Linked DNA regions of Mus musculus: regions 1 and 2 are each linked to region 3. The links are chromatin contacts, called in public HiChIP or PLAC-seq and promoter capture Hi-C maps. All regions are on one chromosome and are shown on one strand. Each heading gives the region's core, a stretch centred on a gene start, on an enhancer-like site or on the middle of the called end of the contact. The rest is flanking DNA. Distances are from core to core; before and after follow the strand shown.

Region 1 (2,908 bases), core at 309-2,808, 560 kb before region 3:
AGCGTATTAAAGAGCTGTGTGATCTGTCTAATGGTAGTGGATGGCGACGAAGTGGAGAGACCATTTCTCACAGAGCATCTCCATGGAAGATAATGCAAGCCGTGGCTGGAAGGATCCAGAAGCAAAGAGAGGACCCGGTGTTAGCCAGGAGTCTGTTTCAACTTGGTTGTGGAATTGCTGGGATAAAAAGTACCCTGAGGAAAAGTAGGGTTGGGGTGGGGCGATCACAATGAGGACTGAAGAGGGGGCTCCAAGGAAAAAGGTTAAAAAGGAAGGACAGAGTGAGACACAGCAGAGGGGCATAGAATGCCGATTCGCCCTGGGCGCTCTCCATCTTCCAGGTTGCAGCAGAAACCCGAACCTGCTCCACACTGTCCAGCAAACTCAGGAAGCAGAGCTGCTAAGCAAAGAAACACAGCTTGCCCTGCTCCGTCTAATGGAATCTTGCTTGAAGAAAATCTTGAAGAAAAGAAAGAAAGTACCCCCATCAAATTAGCCACTTGAATTGCCTTAAATGTCAGGGTAGCACTGGTGAAGAGCACATGCCAGGGAGGGAAATCAGGGCATTTAACGAGAAGGGTATGAGAGGGGCGCCGGTTCTTTCCACAGTTGAAGACATTTAGCTCCTTAACGCATGGAAATTACCCTCTGAAAGCAAAAGTCTTTGTTAAAAAAAAAAAAAAAAAGAAAAAGAAAAAGAAAAAGAAAAAAGAAAAAGAAAAAAAAAGAAAAAAAGAAAAAGAATAAACTATTCAATTCATTTGATGAGGTCCCTGCTGTAAGAATCTCTCAATTTCCCAATTTGTTCCTATGCTTTAAAGAGATGATGGCTCAGTGGGTAAGAGCACCCGACTGCTCTTCCGAAGGTCCGGAGTTCAAATCCCAGCAACCACATGGTGGCTTACAACCATCTGTAATGAGATCTGACTCCCTCTTCTAGAGTGTCTGAAGATAGCTACAGTGTACTTACATATAATAAATAAATAAATCTTTAAAAAAAAAAAAAAAAAGAAAATGAGATTGTGCTTATTTAAAAAAAATAAAATAAAATAAAGAGATGAAAAAAATAATAATAATTTTTTTTTTTTGCCGGGGTGGGAGGGTTAAGGAAAAGAAAGGCAATTTATTTGCAAAAGAGGTACATGCTATGGGCAAAAACTTTTCCACAATGGAAAACTGAACAAACTGTTGACGCCAGGTTTTTTTTTTTTTTAAGTGGGTTTCTATAGCGTTGTTTAAGCTCGAGATTAATTTTTATGTTGTATTCATGTGTGTGTTTCTTGAGGGTGGGGGGAGAGGAATTTTGTAACGTAATTAATATGAATGCCCAGAGCAGGACTGTGTCTCACCTGTCGGTGTTACAGACTATGTAAATAGAAGAATCTTAGGGCTATCAGTTTCATGTTGAAAGTGGGATTCCAGCTAGCAAAGCTATTGTTGAGCCCATCCTCAGCTAAGAAGGCCAGTGAGGAGTCAGTCTGCGGATGCTTTCGCTGACGTCATGCCAACCTTTTTCTCTTCGCAGAAAGGCCCGTGAGAGCTGAACTCTGAGCGCTGAAGTTCTAAGAAGCCGGACCGATGTGCACAGAGAAGGAATGAAGGAAGTATGGATGTGAAGGAACGCAGGCCTTACTGCTCCTTGACCAAGAGCAGACGGGAAAAGGAAAGGCGCTATACAAACTCGTCCGCGGACAATGAGGAGTGTAGGGTCCCCACGCAGAAGTCCTATAGTTCCAGTGAAACCTTGAAAGCTTTCGATCATGATTCTTCACGGCTGCTTTATGGAAACAGAGTAAAGGATTTGGTCCACAGAGAAGCCGACGAGTATACTAGACAAGGTAGGTGCCCACCCGCTCTAGTAGAACAAGGTATCCGCACGCGTTCTTAACTTAAGAGGTGCCCCGGGGTTTCAAGCCCTAGAGAAAGAGAACATTTTCTTTGTCCTGGTTACTGGTTCTGATTTGGAGATAACCCAACAGGTCACAGAGTATATCAAATGGGAGGTAGAAAGCCGCCCATGAGACATGGATTCACAGACTGACACACATGGAAACACATGATACATGCGTGAGAGTGATAGTTTCACACATGATCAAAGTTTCAAGTTTTTCTTAGTTGAATGAACACTCACAAACACTGCTTTTACAGTTAAGACTGGTATAAGGGAAGCAGGTATTGAGAGGGGGCAAAAACCCTCATAAAAACCTCCTAAGAATAGGCTTAGGATTCTAGATTACGTCAATATGCCAGCCCTCCACTGGTGTCTAGCGTAAGCAAGAGTGAGCCACAGAAGGGTTCCCTTGTCTTCCTCCCATGCAACCTCAGACCTTAACACAATCTGGTTTTCCATAATTCAATGGCTTGGTCATTTGCATATATTTCCTGACCATTTCTACATTCCCTTTTCCTGTCTCCCTGTCTTGCCAGTGCAAAGAACCCCTGTAACTTTAGTTTGCCATCCTAGAATGACTGGTTCTCAAAGTGTAGACAAGAGTTTGTCCTAGATAAAGGCATACAGTCAGTCGTATGTTGTTTTGTTTAGTATTGAAATGTGGCCAAGATTTCCCGAGTAAAAGTCAAACCTTCTTCCATGTTCATTTCAAAGTCCATGGGATTAGTGTCCCTTGGCTAATTTAACTGGGGAAACTAGAAAAAAAAAATGGAACCTTAGTAATAAATGATATGTGTGTGTGTGCTTCCAGTCACCTCCCTGGCAAAGTCATTAAAGGAGTTGACATTAGGGTGGGGAAAACCCAAGACCCTTTAAAAAAAAAGATGACAATGCAGGACATCTGTCACTCACAATTCTAAAACTTTCCCATGATTCCTTTCCCCTCCACATTACCAGAGCAGCCATCCTCCAAAAACTGAGAGTGTTTTCATTTGTCCAAGTCAGCTCGTAGTCTAA
Region 2 (2,900 bases), core at 223-2,722, 1.0 Mb before region 3:
TGGTAAAGTAGGAGGCAACACCAAATTAGCTACAGAAAATCCTGGGTTTCAGGAGTAATATTGGCCTTTATTGGCTGAGTATGTCAAGCTAAAACATTCATTTGACAGGTATTTAAAGACACCCTGTTTTCTTAGTGGAGAGACATAAACACGAACCAGGAATAAACTAAGTAAATAAGCTTATTTCAAATATCACCAATGCCTGTTAGAAAATTGGGTAACATAGTAGAGAATTGAGGGAGAGAGTAAGAGTCACTGAATTAAGTTCGGGAATTTAGAAGAAGAAGACATAACCAAAGAGAAATGTTTCAAAATGAACTTAGGGAACAGCCAGAAAAAAAAGCTTGGAGGTTGGGGTAAAATAGGAAATATAAAGACAGGGCTGCAGGAGAAAGGAAAGGCAGTGTGGCTGGAGGGTTAGAGGGAAAGAGGTCGGAGCAGTCACAGAAGGAATGCAGGCTTTCCTCCTGTGAGACAGGGCACCCATTAGCAATGCTGAAAGCAGAGAACCGTGACATGGCGGTGCTTCTATGGCAGAAGCATAGCTATCGGCTGAGGGAGAGGACTACGGTAAGAACTGTTGCAGAAGCACAGATTGCCCTTAGGCAGCTGCAGGTAGGTAGAGTGGGGAAGCCAAGACTTTGCCGCAAGTCCAGAACCACCAAGGGATTTGGTAACATGGTACCCAGGGCTGGTACTGGCTTTCTCGAGTATTTTTACATGTGGGGTTAGCATTTGCATGCACTGATGGCCTTCATTTGGTCATGGAATGTACTGTGATGGTATTTATAGGTTCCAGAGATTCAGCCCAGATACGTTGTGTGGTTTATTTACTTTCTCCTCTTCTGCACTCTCACTTTTGGGAGGTTATAGAGAAACCACGGAGACATCATTTGGGGCTTGCATCATAACCTCGTTATTTCGAAATGATACTGATGAGGCAAACTAAATGCCAGGCTATTGCTCTGGGTGTTACAGTAATGACTGCCCTACCCATGGCTGGTTCATAAAGTACCATAAAACGCAGGATGCTGTACTAAAAACAAAAATGTCAGGACCTGCAAGGAAGGAGGAATCGACTCCTGTTCACATGCAGCTTACAGTTTCATGCAGAGCCACGACACGTTCCAGATCCAGTAATCAGACCAGACAGCATTCCCTGATCCAAACCAGCACCTAAGGACTCTCGAGGGAAGGGGGATTGAACAGGGAAAGAAGAAAGCAAGCCTTAAAGCCTTTCAAAGGGCATCGAACAGACCGGGGTGGAGAATTCACATGGGCTTCTATGTTATAATGGAACAGTGGGAAATGAGGCAAGACAAGAAAATTGGAAGCAGATTGTAGAGGGCTTAATGCCTGGTGAGGAATGTGCACTTCGTTCTGTTGGTATTGGGCAGTTCTTGCAGGGTTTGGAGGGAAGGAGAGACATGGTGGAGAGGTATTTGGGGAGATTAATTCAACAGCTGTGTGCAGTCCAGGAGATGACTCAGAAAACAGCTGCAATAGGTGACTAGACTTGAGAGTCTATTTTGGTTGGTTCTGGGGTAGGACAAGGTAAAAACTCCCTCCCCCTCCCCCACTCGCTCATTCTGCCAGGGCCATATAAGCTATCTAATAAAGTAAATTGTTTCTATCAAGTCGATTATGTAAAAATTAAAACAAATAATCCCCTTTGACAAAAACTATTTGCCCTTTTCTCCATTATCGTCTTGATTCGTAGTGACAAGCTAACTAGAAGAACTGACAAGGACAGAGCAAACTCAGAGGGAATGAGGAAAACAAGCGAGCGCTCTGGCGAAGGAAATGTTTATCACTGCAGTTCTCATCATTATGAGTTAATTACAGGCTCTCAGCAAATACCCCATTGTGAACTCAGAGCTGCAATATGTTTCATTTGAAAAAGTGAAATAGTGATTTCTTTTCTAGTGTGCAGTTGTATTTCCTGCTATTTTAAGGTTACTCGCTGGTAGCCATGTACTTTGACAAGCAATTATCCCAGCAGGCCTGCACAGTGTATTTTAACTATAATGCTTTTTAAAAGCTTGAATTGCAAAAAAACAGTGCTCTGTCTTAATTGATCAGATGTGCATATAGAGTTGTCTGAACACTGTTTGTGTGTAATATCTGAAGAAATTATAAATTTACCGACTTAATGTGAACTGAGGAAGGGGGCGCACACCTGGTGGAATGAGATCCATCGAACTGCTTCCTCATAAAATTTCTCCGGACTTCTCTCTTCTTCACTTCTGGGAAAGGAACGTATGTAGCCCCAGGTTCCAACTAAAACCACGAATAGAAACACGCCATAGGCTCTCTCTGCAAGATCTTAATCTGGTTTACAGAAAGCAGTTGCTAATGATTATTATTATACTTGTGAAAGTGGTAAATCTCAGATCTTGCTGACACCATCATCCTCGTGACTGTGTGTGTGTGTGTGTGCGTGTGCGTGTGCGTGTGTGTGTGTGCGCGCGCGCGCTGTGTACCTGTGTACACATTCACGTAGGTGTATGTGTGACGGGTGCCTGTGGATACCAGAGATCAACATTAGGTCTTGTCCTTGATTAGTATCTACCTTAACTTTTGAGCTCACTGGAGCTGGACTGCCCATTTGTTAGGCAGGGCTGGCTAGCCAATAAGTTCCAGGGGTCAATCTGTCTCTGACTTCCCACAGTGGCATCACAGATAGATGTCAGTGAGCCTGGCTATTGTGTGGGTGCTAGAGATTGGAACTCTGCTACTTATGCCTATACCATGAGTCCATTTCCAGTCTAGCCAACTCCCCCAGCCCCTACACTAGTGCATCTGGCAAGCTTGTTAGGAAAATACTCAGTGCCATCTTCCGAGGGAAAGGTAACTTTAAAAGGTAACCCATCTTCCTGCTCCCGTTATCTTAGTGTCTG
Region 3 (3,012 bases), core at 498-2,997:
TTTTGCAGGAAATGTCACTCATGTTGGGTGTAGAAGTCATACGTCACTAAGCATTGAAAAGAACAGTTGTCAATCTGCTCTCCAGGAAATGCATCAGTCAGCCCTAAACTCTGGGCAACTTCAGCTGGACTTATTAGGCAGAAACCATGAAACATGAGCCCTAGACTTCAAAGAGAGCATCCTGGTCTAAAGAGAAAATTATAAAATATAATATTTGAAAAGTCTGGATTTGGCACTAATAAGTTTCCAGATAATTCATATACTGCCTGCTTTCCTACAGAATTTAAGTTCCTGGGCTAGAGAGATGGCTCAGTGGTTAAGAGTACTAACTGCTCTTCCAGAGGTCCTGAGTTCAATTCCCAGCAACCACTTGGTGGCTCACAACCATGTGTAATAGGATTCAATGGCCTCTTCTGCTGTGTCTGAAAACAGAGCTACAATGTACTTATATACATAAAATAAATCTTTTTTTAAAAAAGCATTTAAGTTCCTTTACACTGCCTCCAAAGTGTCCCATCCCTTACTTGCTCCCTTCTAAACATGGAAGGGAGGAATAAAAATGTGTAATATCTAATGGATTCCAGACACTTTAAATATCTCATTCTCTCTATATCTATATATGTATATATATAGATATATCTATATAAACACACATATATTCAAGTCTCATTTCTAGCTAAAGTAGGCATTAGCATCACATCTTACAAATTCAGAAAACTCAGGAAATTTGCCTCCAAACCCAGTATACTGTAATATAAACAAACAAATAACATTTGCAAACAGGCCAGTTTGGTAACTAATCAGGTGATTTTTTTTTTCCTTTTCCTTCCTCCTTCATTCCTCTGGATGAATCAACTCTGAGGAACGAATCAAGTAGGAGGAAAAGAGAACATGCTCATACTAAAACCAGGTTCTGTAACAATGAGCTTCAAGGCCAGGCCTTGGATGATGGTCTCTGCAACAGGGCTGAGGCTGCCATACAGGGCAACATCTCTTGTGAACAGGTAGAGGACTCCTCACCCCAGCGACCCTGCTCAACAGGGAGTCATGCCGGTTTGGCTGGCTTCCCACCTTGCTTTAAGCTTTAGAGAGGAATGGGAAGGCAGGGAGAAAGGACACATTTCTCCACCGCCAAGGGGTGGCTGCCCCGTGCTTGCTTTGTAAAGCTCCCCGGGGCTCTGTACCCACCACGAGCAACCTCAGAACCAGGAAACTGAGGCAGGGATGTCACCAGTCCAGGGAGAAACTGCTCCACCTCCGACAACTGCCCCCCCAACTCTGTGCTCCCGGTTCTTAAGTCTCCCTCCTCCCCTCCACGTGGGCGCCAGAAGAGACTCGGCGCTCACGTGGGCTGCACCCTCCCTCCCTCCCTCCCTCCGCCGCGGCGAGCCGGGTGCAGCCCACGTGCAGGCTGAGCACCCACGAGCAGGGTCCTCGGCCGAGGGGATGCGCCCACCGTCCGCTCCTTCGAGGTGCAGACCACGCTTGCACCGTCCACCCCACACAGCCGCCGTGCGCGCGGGTAGGAAGTCGGGAGGGAGGCGGGTCCGGCGCGCGGCGGAAGGGGCGGCGGGGCGGAACGTGGCGTGCAGCTCCACGCGGTCACAAGCTGCGGGCATCCGTGACCACGGATCCTTGTAAAGAGAGAGGATCTGCAGACTGCCCGGCGCGCGGGGAGCCAGAGCTTATCCCGCAGGGGGACCTCAGTGTCGCGGTGACCTTTACGGTTCCCAGTGAGGTTTGTCCTGGGCTCTCCCCTCCCGCCCCCCATTGGTGCAGGCATGGGCTCAGGGAGGGACAGCGCTTAGCCACACCCACCCACGGGCCTAAGAGTTTGAGCATTTTAGTTGACCCTCCCAGTCCTCTCAATCCATCACCAACTTCTTTAAGGAGTTAAGGAGTGAAGTTAAATACATAAAGGTGATTTAAAAGACCCAAAGATTCCAGGTGCTACGGACCTGAAAGGAACAGGGAATGAAGGGACCTGGTACTGGCCTCTATAATAAGCCTGCAGACTGTGTCCTAGCTATCTCTAGAATCACCTAGCCTGCAACTGCTTCTTGGCTTCATACTAGAAGGGTGTGGGTGGAGCCTTTGTGCCCCGAGGCCCCCTCCTTCGAAACTTTATCTGCATTGGTTTTTTGTTTGACCTGGTTTAGAGTTAACTCTCCAAACCTGTGAAAGACCCTGAGATGCATGCCAGTGCCTTCCCCAGCCACTCAAGGTGGACAGTTGCTCACTTGACAGTCCCCTGGTAAAGTTTGTAGCGGTCATATGCCCCAAGGAACTACATCTGATTTTCTTCAACATCGTTTCCTAGACTCAGATGTTTGACCCCTAAATCGGGAGGAAATTCCATCGCAAAATGACAAGTTTTGTCTTATCCCGTTTGTTTTATCCACACTTGTGGCTACGCCCCCGTACTCCGTCCCATTGCCCCATAAATAAAAGCTCCTGTAATGATCATGACTTCAAATCTGCACATCCCCGGTCTCAGCGGCTAATCCAAACAAAAGCTTGTTAACTGTATTAATTTAGGCCCGCCGAGGAAGAAGGATGAAAATAAACAGTTGGTTCTAGCTAATTTCTCACTAGCAAAGACACACCATTCTTCATGTCCGTGGTCCAGCCTGTGGATTCCGTAATTAAATTATGTGCTGCTCTTAGTGGATGCCAGGAACGCAAAGGATGAAAATATTTCATTGTTAACTATAGATTTTTTTTTCTTTGCCTTGATAAGACCCAGGCTTCAAAGAGCCACATAGATCAAAGTGATGATTTTCAATGTCAAGTTAGTCACTTTAGTTGACTATCTTGTCGCCACTAAAATTCATTATGTCCTGAGCAAGTAGTTTCTCTCCCCCACCCTCTGCTTGGTCTTTGTCACCCTCATCTATAGTCCTTGGGTCTTGTTGGATTCATTTCTCTGCTCACTAACCTACAGCTAATATATCACCGGTTGCTGCTGGTCCTTCAGCCACAACATCATTAAGCTTTCTTCCTTTGCTGTGG

What was found. Promoter capture Hi-C pulls out the DNA fragments that hold promoters and counts their contacts. HiChIP or PLAC-seq counts read pairs in DNA pulled down with a chosen protein or histone mark.
Region 1: a contact with region 3 is called in a promoter capture Hi-C map of embryonic stem cells, with 2.1 times the contacts expected there. The contact joins the promoter of Tenm3 here to the promoter of Dctd in region 3. A contact is called at or near these places in 4 of 39 promoter capture datasets (embryonic stem cells, hippocampal neurons and stem cell-derived epiblast-like cells), 1 of 484 Hi-C or Micro-C datasets (uterus) and 1 of 115 datasets of contacts at active chromatin or transcription factors (astrocytes).
Region 2: an H3K4me3 HiChIP or PLAC-seq map of embryonic limb bud shows a contact between it and region 3, with 6 times the contacts expected there. The contact joins the enhancer-like site here to the promoter of Dctd in region 3. A contact is called at or near these places in 9 of 39 promoter capture datasets (cranial neural crest, embryonic stem cells, erythroid cells and 5 more) and 1 of 115 datasets of contacts at active chromatin or transcription factors (embryonic limb bud).

The regions. Positions count from the first base shown.
Region 1 is chr8:48,673,340-48,676,247 of GRCm38.p6, reverse strand. Tenm3 (teneurin transmembrane protein 3) reads left to right here and starts at 1,558. Exons shown (of 27, transcript NM_001145937.1): 1 at 1,558-1,838. The coding sequence starts at 1,607.
Region 2 is chr8:49,107,308-49,110,207 of GRCm38.p6, reverse strand. It overlaps a transcript of Tenm3 not described here. Among named protein-coding and RNA genes, the nearest start is that of Gm25830, 150 kb to the right of the region's middle. Within about 2 kb of position 1,472, at least 20 of the 459 cell types and tissues checked have an H3K27ac peak or open chromatin away from gene starts, as enhancers often do. A contact at or near this core is called in embryonic limb bud and second pharyngeal arch cranial neural crest, where this site is marked.
Region 3 is chr8:48,108,693-48,111,704 of GRCm38.p6, reverse strand. It overlaps Dctd (dCMP deaminase), which reads right to left and starts at 1,747. Exons shown (of 6, transcript NM_178788.4): 1 at 1,457-1,747; 2 at 1-46. The coding sequence starts at 40.